Regions from separate parts of the Mus musculus genome. Here regions 1, 3 and 4 are each linked to region 2. A link is a contact called in public promoter capture Hi-C data. All regions are on one chromosome and are shown on one strand. The core of a region is the stretch at or near the end of the contact, and the rest is flanking DNA. Distances in the headings are between cores, read along the strand shown.

The links. Promoter capture Hi-C pulls out the DNA fragments that hold promoters and counts their contacts. Capture Hi-C pulls out chosen DNA fragments and counts their contacts.
Region 1: a promoter capture Hi-C map of adipose tissue shows a contact between it and region 2. The contact joins the promoter of Psmc3 here to the promoter of A330069E16Rik in region 2. A contact is called at or near these places in 20 of 39 promoter capture datasets (the 3T3-L1 cell line, 3T3-L1-derived adipocytes, the C10 cell line and 13 more), 8 of 484 Hi-C or Micro-C datasets (B cells, the Ba/F3 cell line, CD4 T cells and 3 more), 17 of 115 datasets of contacts at active chromatin or transcription factors (the 230-238 cell line, the SCID.adh cell line, acute myeloid leukemia and 9 more) and 4 of 9 other capture datasets (adipose tissue, liver, macrophages and 1 more).
Region 3: a contact with region 2 is called in a promoter capture Hi-C map of liver. The contact joins the promoter of Spi1 here to the promoter of A330069E16Rik in region 2. A contact is called at or near these places in 13 of 39 promoter capture datasets (the 3T3-L1 cell line, the C10 cell line, the HPC-7 cell line and 6 more), 6 of 484 Hi-C or Micro-C datasets (the Ba/F3 cell line, the N1E-115 cell line, bone marrow-derived macrophages and 3 more), 12 of 115 datasets of contacts at active chromatin or transcription factors (the 230-238 cell line, the HPC-7 cell line, bone marrow-derived dendritic cells and 5 more) and 4 of 9 other capture datasets (adipose tissue, liver, macrophages and 1 more).
Region 4: a contact with region 2 is called in a promoter capture Hi-C map of liver, with 4 times the contacts expected there. The contact joins the promoter of Slc39a13 here to the promoter of A330069E16Rik in region 2. A contact is called at or near these places in 20 of 39 promoter capture datasets (the 3T3-L1 cell line, 3T3-L1-derived adipocytes, the C10 cell line and 13 more), 2 of 15 datasets of contacts at CTCF or cohesin (both in embryonic stem cells), 16 of 484 Hi-C or Micro-C datasets (B cells, the Ba/F3 cell line, CD4 T cells and 7 more), 16 of 115 datasets of contacts at active chromatin or transcription factors (the 230-238 cell line, the HPC-7 cell line, the SCID.adh cell line and 10 more) and 4 of 9 other capture datasets (adipose tissue, liver, macrophages and 1 more).

The regions. Positions count from the first base shown.
Region 1 is chr2:91,052,611-91,055,310 of GRCm38.p6, reverse strand. It overlaps Psmc3 (proteasome (prosome, macropain) 26S subunit, ATPase 3), which reads right to left and starts at 1,295. Exons shown (of 12, transcript NM_008948.2): 1 at 980-1,295; 2 at 653-736; 3 at 207-332. The coding sequence starts at 1,063. It also overlaps Gm13778.
Region 2 is chr2:91,235,789-91,238,488 of GRCm38.p6, reverse strand. It overlaps A330069E16Rik (RIKEN cDNA A330069E16 gene), which reads right to left and starts at 1,343. Exons shown (of 2, transcript NR_015464.1): 1 at 1,088-1,343; 2 at 132-767. Ddb2 (damage specific DNA binding protein 2) reads left to right here and starts at 1,423. Exons shown (of 10, transcript NM_028119.5): 1 at 1,423-1,799. The coding sequence starts at 1,673.
Region 3 is chr2:91,095,240-91,097,939 of GRCm38.p6, reverse strand. Spi1 (spleen focus forming virus (SFFV) proviral integration oncogene) reads right to left here and starts at 1,262. Exons shown (of 5, transcript NM_011355.2): 1 at 947-1,262. The coding sequence starts at 991.
Region 4 is chr2:91,068,945-91,071,644 of GRCm38.p6, reverse strand. Slc39a13 (solute carrier family 39 (metal ion transporter), member 13) reads left to right here and starts at 1,330. Exons shown (of 10, transcript NM_026721.3): 1 at 1,330-1,490. Gm39874 (predicted gene, 39874) reads right to left here and starts at 1,294. Exons shown (of 2, transcript NR_166131.1): 1 at 1,139-1,294; 2 at 22-579.

The DNA of each region.
Region 1 (2,700 bases), core at 46-2,545, 180 kb after region 2:
TGACAACACCTTTGTTGAGGTGCTGCTTCTGTTTGCAAAGTTCATCTGCCCCAAGAAGGAACAAAAGAAGAAAATGGCAGAAATCTGTGACACTTCTAAGGTCTTTGCAGACTTAAACATTGCTTTTTACACTCTACCCTATGGGCCCCATCCCTAGATGTCTCCAAGCCTCCTGCCTCCTCCTCTTCCCACACACAGACACACACCTCGATGACATTGGAGACAAGGTACGGCAGGGTTTTGTTCACTTTGATTTTCTCACTGTTCTCTTTGATTTTGTCTTTCATGGCTTGGAGTTCATGGGTGACTCGCAATACTTCACTCTTCATGATCTGGGATAAGAGAAAACCAATGTTCAACCCTGATTCAGCCTGCATTCATTACAGCCCTCTAATAGATGAGGTCCAGGTTACCCGGGAGACCCATCCAACCAGATCTCAGGCTTTCTGAAGGCCCAGCCTGTACATGTCCAAACTGCAGAGGTCAGGACAAGAGGCCAGTGGGAAAACCTCCTGACAAAGCGGCTGTGGGACAGGGCTAGGTATTTTCCATGGGTTTGAGTGTGAATTCATCCCTCTCTGAGCCTCGGGTTCCTCATCTGTAAAATGGAGATCTGAGAACTCCGCTGCCTGCACCGGAGCCAGGAGCCCACCTTGATCTCGCTGTCTAACAGCCGTGTGCGCTGGACAATCTCTTCCGTGGACATCTTGAGCACCTCCTCCCCAATGCCATCTTGCTGTTCAAATAAGAGAAGAAGTACTTATTTACTGTAACTCAGAGCTGCCATCCCACGGTCCCACAGCCCCCTCAGCGCCTGCTTCCTTAACCCAACAGCAGGATGAAGTCGGGACAACCCAAGAAGCTCTGCAACCAGTCCAGACCGGACCTGGCCTTCCAGCCACCTCCTTTCCCGGCCTCCAAGAACGTCTAACCTTATAGCCCAAACTTTGGGACGCCCCTCAGGTCTCCCAACACTCACCTCAGCTTCATCCCACACGGTCGCCATCTTCTCCTGCCGAGTCACTGGACTCTCGGGCGTCGGCAGCAGATTCATTTCCTGCATGAAGAGGCCGAAACTGGGAGTGCGCACGAGCCCCTGAGGGAGCCCAGCGCAGCCTTTCTCAACGTCTTCTCTCCACCCGTGGAGAACTTCACCCGCGATTCCTGACGCGACAGAACGGGTTCTGTCCGCGTCTCCGAGCGAATCTGCCGCTGGGACTCCACGAACCAAACCGAGGCTACAGGGCCCGCCCCGTGGCTCGCCGGTTGCTCCGGTTTGTGCGGGAGCGAGGGCTGGGCTGCTATTGGCCGGCGTACAGGCGGGGCGGGGCTTGCTGCACAACCGGAAGAGGCGGGAGGCAGGAGAAAGCCGCGGAGTCTTTCGGGAAATGCAGTTTTTAGCCTGGCGGATAACTGAAAAGGAGTTTGCACAGGTGCCGGTGCAATCTAAGAACCCAGGTAAACTTGGAATTCACGGATTTGCAAAATGTCCAGTGTGGTGGCGCATGCCTTTAGTCCCAGAACTCTGGAGGCAGAGGTAGGCGGATCTCTGAGTTTAAGGTTAGCCTGGTCTAGAGTGAGTCCAGGAGAGCTAAGGCTACACAAAGAAACTCTTGTCTCAAAAACCAAAAACAAAAGGGAGGGAGGAAGAGGGGGGGGGGAGAGGGAGAGAGAGAGAGAGAGAGAGAGAGAGAGAGAGAGAGAGAGAGAGAGAGAGAGAGAGAGAGAGAGAGAGAGAGAGAGAGAGAGAGAGAGAGAGAAAGAAAGAGAAAGAAAGAAAGAGAAAGGTTGAAAAGAAACTGCTAGGTTTGATGGCACATGCCTGTCATCACAGACACTGAGCCACTGCAAAGATGAAGCAGAAGGATTGCTGCATATTAAGGCCACCCTGTGCTACATAGTGTATTTCTAGCTATTCTGGTCACACTGTGAGTCTTAAACAAAAATAGCCTAACAAAACCCAGATAAACCATTGCTTCTACTAATATTAATGCAGATCTAACTGTCCACATAGGGAAGTTATTTTTGTTACAATGTACTGTATATATGTTTCTACTCTTGTTTAAAGTATTATATCTACACAACTCATGTGCTGTAAAGTTCTAGTCCTTTAAAAAATTTTATTTATTTATTTTGATTTTTCGAGACAGGGTTTCTCTGTGTAGCCCTGGCTGTCCTGGAACTCACTCTATAGACGAGGCTGGCTTGAATTCAGAAATTCACCTGCCTCTGCCTCTGCCTCTGCCTCTCAAGTTCTGAAATTAAAGGCCACCACTGACTGGCAGATTTATTTATTATTATAAATAAGTACACTGTAGCGATCTTCAAATGAACCAGAAGAGGGTGTCAGATCTCATTATGGGTGGTTGTGAGTCACCATGTGGTTGCTTGGGACTTTCAGAAGAGCAGTCTTACCTACTGAGCCATCTCTGCAGCCCAAGTTCTAGTCCCTGAAAGCTGCTATTACAAACTGTTTAGGATAATCTGAAAGGCAAGTTAGTAATTAGTTACCCATAAATAATGACATTTATGGTCATGTTAGATACTAGTTTAGTTAATTACAGAAATAAGCTTTATTTAGTCTAAAGATGTTTTCAAAGTTACACAGGTTGTAAATAGCTATAAACAAGCAATGCTTGCCTATTCAACATAGTCTATGTCGATAGATGGTCTTCAAACACTTCAGAGATCTATAGAATA
Region 2 (2,700 bases), core at 94-2,593:
AGCCACCTGCCTGGGTACTGGGAACAGAATTCAGGTCCTCTGAAAAAGCAGCAAGCTCTCTTAGCCATTAAACCATCTCTCCAGCCACTAAGCTACAATTCTTAATTTAAGCACATCTTAGGACATCCCCATTATTGGTGCTGGGTTCAGCTTTTTATTTTCTTCTAGAGCATCATTTTAATTTAAAATAAAATTAAACTACATTAAAACATATAAATTTTACATATGTTTATGTAAGTATCATCTTCATAAGGAATACATTACTTTTGACACACACATATTGTATTCTTTAAATTGGGTTAGGCACATCTTCTCAGATATCGTTTGTGGTGAAAACATTCAAAACCTTTCTACCTTTAGAAAATATACAGCAAACCCATTGTCTGCTGTCACCTTGCTGTGCAATAGCATGCCAGATTTTCTCACTCTTTTTCTTTTTTAAAGATTTATTTATTATTATAAATAATTACACTGTAGCTGTCTTCAGACACTCCAGAAGAGGGAGTCAGATCTCATTACAGATGGTTGTGAGCCACCATGTCGTTGCTGAGATGTGAACTCAGGACCTTTGGAAAAGCAGTCAGTGCTCTTAACCGCTGAGCCATCGCTCCAGCCCCAGATTTTCTCACTCTTATCTGATCCTTACAAGATATCAGTGTAGTCCAGGCAAACTCTTCATGCCTCAGCCTCCTCAGTGTTGGGAATTACACAGAGCCTGCCACCATAGATACAGCTCTTTTCTATAGTATGAGGTAAAATACATTCATCTGTAAAGCGAGAGGAAAGAATCAAATGCTAAGGCTGTGATTGGGTAATCAGAGGCACTTTTTTTTTTTTTTTAAGATTTATTTATTTAATACACTGTCATTTCAGAAACACCAGAAGAGGGCATCAGATCCCAATACAGATGGTTGTGAGCCACCTTGTGGTTGCTGGGAATTGAACTCAGGACCTCTGGAAGAGCAGTCAGTGCTCTTAACCACTGAGCCATCTCTCCAGCCCTAGAGACACCTATTATTAATGGGGGAAATGAGAAATATTTAGCCACACTTGAATCTTTGCTCTTTTTAAGACATAAACTACCTACTTTTATCTGTCTCTGTCTCTCTCTCTCTCTCTTTGTTGTTCTTCGAGACAGGGTTTCTCTGCGTAGGTCACCGGATTGCTGGAACGTGTACACCAGGCTGGCCTGAAACGCCGCCTGGCTCCGCCTCCAGCATGCAGGGTTTACGGCCAGCGCTCCCTCCTCAGGTTCAAATAATCGGCTTTCTTCAGATCCAGCACAAGCCAAGGCCCAGCTCCTAGGGAGTTAAAATAAAAAACCCTCCCTGTGAGCTGCACACGTTACTCCGGAAGAGGAGGAGCGGCCGGGGGCGGGCCGTGCCCGAGGGGTTGGGGCAGTCCGGGGCAGTTCCGGGGGCAAGACAGCCCCCTACTGTGGCAATCCCGAGGGGGCGGGGCAGTTCCAAGGGGCGGGACAGCCCTGAGGGGACGGGGCGGGGCTAAAAGTAAAGCAGCCCGGAGGAGCGTTTGGCGCGAAGGTGTCTTAGCTGCGCTACCTGCGACGGCGCTGCCTCATACGTAGTCCCTTCCTGTTTTCTCCACGGAGGCTTTTCCACTCCTTGCTTCGTTATTTTGCCACAGAGCTTGATATCTCTTCACCGAGTACGTCATGGCTCCCAAGAAATGCCCAGAAACCCAGAAGTCCCCCGACGTTGCGGTGCTCCTCAGGAGCAAAAGTCGCAGAGGTCCTCAGGAGCTGGAGCCCGAAGCCAAGAAGCTGCGTGTGCAGGGTCCCGGTACGGCCTGTGCTGCTGCCTTAGCTTTCCGGGGGTTCAGGGTGCTCGCGCCAGAGGCTGAAGCTGGGGTGGTGGGTGCTTGTGCCTGGGCTTCTGAAGCAGTTCTTGGCTTCTGTCGCCTCAGGCTGTGATTTTATTTGGGAGATCGAGGGTTCGAACCCAGGCCTCCAGTTCTCTCAGCAAGTGGGCTGCCACTGAGCCACACGCTGCCGACTGGTTTTATTGGCCAGTTCATTGACAGCAGAGAGTTTTAAGTTGAACAGCCCCCCCACCTCTACCCCAGGTGACAGAAAGAGTCAGATGAGTGCCATCACCGTAAAAGCCACAGTCCCCACTTTCCTTGTTCCAGAAGTTTTACACATCTACTGTTTCAAAGTAATCCTCCCTTTCATAGCCTCTCGGTTATGTTAGCTCTGAGAGTCTGAAATTCCCTCCCTCCTTTCTTCAGAAAGCGCATTCTCAGAGGTTTACCAGGACTTGAACCTGGGGCTATAAGGAATGTGATAAATTGATAAGAGTGGTTTTAGCCATGAAAAGAAAGGAAAGTTGTCAAGAGAAAAAAAGGACTTATAGATTGGGTCCACCAGAAGGGCTTGGTAATTCAGAGTTGTTTTATTTATTTGTTTGTTTGTTTATTTATTTATTTATTTATTTAGTTTTTCGAGACAGGGTTTTTCTGTGTAGCCCTGGCTGTCCTCAGAACTCAGAAATCCGCCTGCCTCTGTCTCCCAAGTGCTGGGAATAAAGGCGTGTGCCACCATTCCCGGCTTATTTTTATTATACTCTGATTTACCTCTCTTCCTTGAAGCCACCTAATCAATTTGGAACTTTTCTAAACCTTACTGCATTCTTCTGGTTTCCACTCAAGTAATGGTTGCTCATGACATTATTTAGTATTTCT
Region 3 (2,700 bases), core at 13-2,512, 140 kb after region 2:
AGGTGCTACGGAGGGCTGGAAGGGATAGAGAAGAGATCTGTCTCTAGTTCAGGAACGCTGAGTCAGGTGGGCAGGCCCTGCTCAGCTTTTCCTCACTGCCCCAACACCTCCAAGGGTAGGAGAAAGCAAGAGGGTCCTCTCTAAGGGATTCTGGGCTGCCATTCGCCCAAAGCTGTGACTGTCACTGAAAACAGGAGGAACAGGTGGGATCCTCCCACCTGCTAGTGTCCCTGTCCCTGCCCCACCTTAACTCTAGCCAGATCTTCTCACTCCAGTCCCAATCTCCGTCCCATTCTGGCCCCAGTCCATTCTTCACCCGATTTCTCATTGAGCTAAGTTCTAGCCACAATCTAACTGCAGGGTTTCTGCTCTGTTCTTCTCTTGCCCGGCCTGGCCCTAAGAAGCCAGTCTTGGTCACTGCCCAAGACTCTCAGATCCATGTAGGCCCAAAGCCCAAACACTTGGATCAACAGCCAGGCCACAAACTGAATGTTGGGGACCCACGGGTGACTTCGAGTTCTAATAGCCTTTGCCTCAGGAGCCCACAGGTCTTGAGTTGAAACCTCTCCTGTTGCCTCCAGAGACTCCTAGGCCAGTCTCCAGATCTCCTCATCCATGGCCTCTCAGGAGCCGCCCTCGCCATCTTCAACCCAGAACCCTGCCCTAGAGTTCGGCCTGCCACTGAACCCATCTATAAATAGCTGTTCAGGCCCCACCGATCACAGCCCCACCATGGGGCCAGCCGGCAACCCTCAGCCCGCCAGGGCATGCTCTAAGGAAGCCAATGGCCCCTCGCTGGGTCTCAGACCAGCAGCTCCGGGGAGGAAACACCAACTTCCCACTGATAGGGAGCCGGAGGGCATCGGGTGGGCTGGTGGGTTAGTGGGCAGATGGTCACACATCCCAAAGCCCCAGGCTGGGCTGGTAGTGAAGCCCCAGTACTCACAGGGGCGGTGAGGGAAAACCCTTCCATTTTGCACGCCTGTAACATCCAGCTGAGCTCCAGGTTGGTCAGATCCCCTGCTTCGGTGGGGATCAAGGCGGATCCCCCTCAGGACCAGGTGCCCCGTCGGGGGACTGGACGGTCGTGGGTCAGACGCAGGGCTCAGGCCTGCCCCCTGAGCTACAGGAGCCCTGGGTGAGCCCCCTCCCTTGACATTGCAGGGCCAGCACAAGTTCCTGATTTTATCGAAGGGCCTGCCACTGGGAGATAGTCCCCTTGGGGTGACATCACCGCCCCAGCCCGTTTGCATAAATCTCTTGCGCTACAGGAAGTCTCTGGCCGGCTGGGGCAGGTGGTTCTCAAAGGGCAGCCCTGGGAAGACAGGGGGCCAGGCCCCTGCCCAGAGGAAACTGGGGCTGGGAGGGAGAAAGGCTAGCACTACCATGGAAGGCTTCTGCTGCTCCGGTCGCTAGGCCTTGCTGAAGTAGTCCACTGTTCTTTTAGCCTAATAATACCGATTTCTTCTCAGTCCCCTCTGGTGGCCAAGAGTCCCCTCTTCGGGGGGTCAGAATAGCGAGAGCGTGGATCCCTAATTTTGAGGGTGAATTTGTCAGGTGGAGGACTTTGGTCCCAAGGCTGCCAGGCTTGGCTCTTCCTGTAGGCCCTGCAATATCTGCTAGATCGTCCTAAGCCAATTAGGGCCAACAGTAGACACTGGGTCTCCCACATTTTATCTCCTTTCCAGACTTCTCAAGTGGGCTTCCCTTCCAATTGGGAAGGACATTGGCTTCTGATCCCCTCCCCTCCCAGCTAAGTACCACAGCTGGTGTCAGATCCCTAAGGACATTGTTCCCAGCCCAGTTCTCCCGGTTTCTCCAACCCTTGAACGTTACGATCTAGACTTCCTCCTTTATAAACCTTCCTCGCACGTTTCTTCTTTCCTCTGTTTTCCTATCCTTGTCTCTTTCTGATTGTCTGCTCATCTCTCCAGCCCATCACACCACCCATCCGTCTACACATCTCTGTTCAACCAACTGCTCATTTCTGAGCTGCCAGTCAGCTCGTCTGCTTACCCTCGCGGTTAGCAACGTGCTCATTTAGCCACTTGTCTGTCCGTACATCAGCCCATCCATCTGCTAACAGTTTGTATTTTTATTTCTTTATCTACTATATGACCTTCTGTCAATCTGGCCACCTGTCCATCCATCCATCCATCCATCCATCTGTCCATCCATCCATCATTTGTCTACACATACATTCTTCCACCCACACATCCATCTATTCACTTAATCTATATATCCATTAATTCATTAGTCTGCCTATATCCATCCATCTCCCAGTCTACTCATCTACTTATCTATTCTCAATGCACTTTTCCATCCATCCATCCATCCATCCATCCATCCATCCATCCATCCAACCATCCATCCACCCATCCATCCACTTAACTATTAATCAGTCTACCTATTTACATATCCATCCATCCATCCATCCATCCATCCATGCATCTTCCCTATGTTAACCAAGCTCTATGCTGAGTTCTGGGAAAGTGGAAGGGTTTCCTGTCCTTCAGACATCCAGTCTAGAGAGTAGAGCAATAGTTCTTTTCCTCCACACACACCTGTCCCCCACTTCTGACTCCAAGGACACACACACCTCTAGGGAGACTGCTCGGTTGAGCAAGAACTTGTTTTGTTTTTGTCTTTTTGAGACAGTTTCTCTGTGTAGCCTTGACTGTCACGGAACTCGCTCTATAC
Region 4 (2,700 bases), core at 81-2,580, 170 kb after region 2:
TATAAATAAATAAACCAAGAGTGGTGGCACACGTATTTAATTCTAGCACTGAGGAGGTAGAAGTAGGCAGATCTCTGTAGGTTCAAAGTCAGCCACATCTACATAGAAAGTTCCAGAACAGGCAGGGGGTTAGGGCTACATAGAACCAATCTCAAAGTAAAACGACAACAACAACAACAACCACACACACAAACACACACTGTGAGGTAGGGCATCAACTGTGATGTGTGAGTTCGGTCTGCTCTCGGAGCGCCCAGAAGGAACAAGGGACCATAGAGAGCCGCAATGGTAGGTGAGGACTAATGAGCCCCTCACTCTGTCACAGCCAGCCCAGGGGAGCACTCATTCGGCCTCTGCTGAATGTCTTCCATGTCAGTTACTGGCTGATTCCCAGAGAAGGATGCAAACATGTATCGGATCGCAAAGGAGTGGGGGGTGTTAGGCCACATCCACACCTTAGCTCCAGCTTAGACATGAGGTGGCCATCGCACGCCCTAGGGAGAGGTACATCCAAGTTGAATTCCGCCTCTGCCATATGTGTGACATATGTCTGACCCTAGGTCAACAGTCAGTACCCACCTGAAAGATAAAAACGATTTGGTAAAGTTAACACTGATTACTGAGTAAATGGTCAGTAAAGGGCTACCCTAGATCAGAGAACTGTAGCCATTGTTATTGCCACTAACTGCTCCTTCGGTCTAAGAGTTCAGGTACAGCTTTGTCAGGGTAAGAGAACACCAAGTCCTTTGTTGTATCCTGGCTTGAAATTCCAGGGCACAGGCTCTAGAAACGTGTACTGGACTTCAAAGGGTTACAGTCCTGGAGACGGTGGCCTGAGGTTCCAAGTGAAAAACCAAAGCATAAAAATAATTCGATGAGTAAGAATAAAATTCCCTCTTCTGAGGTACCCAGAGCCAGGCCCCTCCTTGCGGCAGGCACTTCCCCTTTCCCTAGCTCATGGAGGAGCCAGGCCTGCTGACTCAGAGAGCCATAGCCCTGCTCTCGTCCCGGGACGGAGCGGTTTGGCAGCCGTGCGCGCCCCCGTGTGGCCACTGCTGGAACTGCATCCTCAGAAGGACGCCACACTGAAGCCCCGCCGCCCTGTTGATCCCGGTTCCCGCGTGGGTGCCGCCCTCACCCTAGCTTAACTTGGCTAAACGCGATGCCCACGAGGGTACCCACTTCCGTCCTACTCTCCCCGCAGCCCCAGAATCCGCCCCGAGCGGAAGTGCGCTGACCGCGCGGGTCCCCCATGGTATGAGGCGGAAGCGCCTCCCCCGCCGTCGCTCCGTCTAGCCCCCCGGAGCCGCGCGCGTCGGGTTCCGGACTGTCCCGTGTGACGTGGCTGCACGCCGGGGGTGGCTCCGGGCTGGGGGCCTAGTGGTGGGGCCGGGCGAGGCAGAGCGGGGCGGGGCGCGACACTGCAGCTGGATGGCCGGGCCCGCCCGGAGCGCTGCATCTGCTGCCGCTGCCACCTCTGCCACTGCGCGGTGAGTGATCGCTGGACCCTCAGGCCGGCGTCCGGGGCGGGATGGACCGTGTCAGTTCCCAAACCTGTCGCGACTCGTCCTCAGTTTAGGAGTTGAACTTGCCTGCTCTTTGGCTCTTTACCTCTGACGTCCCACGCTCTGCCCCTCAGCCCTCCCTGCTGCCCCGCTTCTTGTCTTCTCCTTCCACCAGACATTCTAGCTCATTTTATTGACTTTCCTTTCTCTTGCTTTCTCCTTTCTCTCCATACCCCATACTTCTCTGCTGAACCTGTGGTCCCCCCTTGCCTCTGCATGACCCGCTAAGGTCTTGGCCTGGCGAGGGCCTGCCTTGGTCCCAGTGAAGCTTTGCTCGTTTGTTTGTGCTGGTGTTGGCAGTGGCGGCCGCGAGGGGTCGGGGAGGGCTGGGGCAGGGGTCACTAATTATGGCCTGAAGATTCCAGACATAGGCTTGTAGCCCACCAATCAGAGACCGATGATTTCTCTCTTAACATCCATTGGCAGATGAGGAAACTGAGGCAGTTTCAAGGTCACAGCCAGTAGAAGACGGGGCAGATCACATTTAAACTTTCCAGATTGAACTTCTGGCTTGGTTGACTCACATCCCCATCCGGCTGCCATCAGTCTGCAGAGCACATTCCTTCTGCGAGTGCTTCAGACCTCCCCTGGCATTCAGAGGACTTGCATTCCCTCCTCGATGCCAGCAGCTACCTGCATTGTCAAGTTCACCTCATATTCATCGCTGTTAGGGAGCTCTGTTACCTCATCCATTCCCTGATGAGGACACTGAGGCTCAGGCTCATAAGGGACTACAGTCAGTTAACAATCTAGAGCACCAAATTAATTAGCCATAAGTTAGTTACCACAGCCTCTGGCTCTGGCAACTGTGAGGCATCTCTTCTCTTCAGCCCCACCTCTTGTCTCTTGGTGCCCAAGAATAAGATCATTTAGGAGGAAGAGGTTTGGACTATGACTCAGTTTCCCCACCTGTGTTTCTTTGTACCACGCCATCAAGCTAAACAGTGCTGGCTTTAGACCCTGGGGTGTCTTTACCGGCACATTCTGGCAGCCAAGCCTCTCCTGGCAGCTAGAGGCACCCAACAGGGATGGTCCCTCCTCCGGTGGCTGAAGGAGCCCAGCCAGTGCCTCACCCAGTCATTAAGGAAAGTTTAGCCTCAGGCGGACACATTGACACATAGGCTGGAGCCAGCTC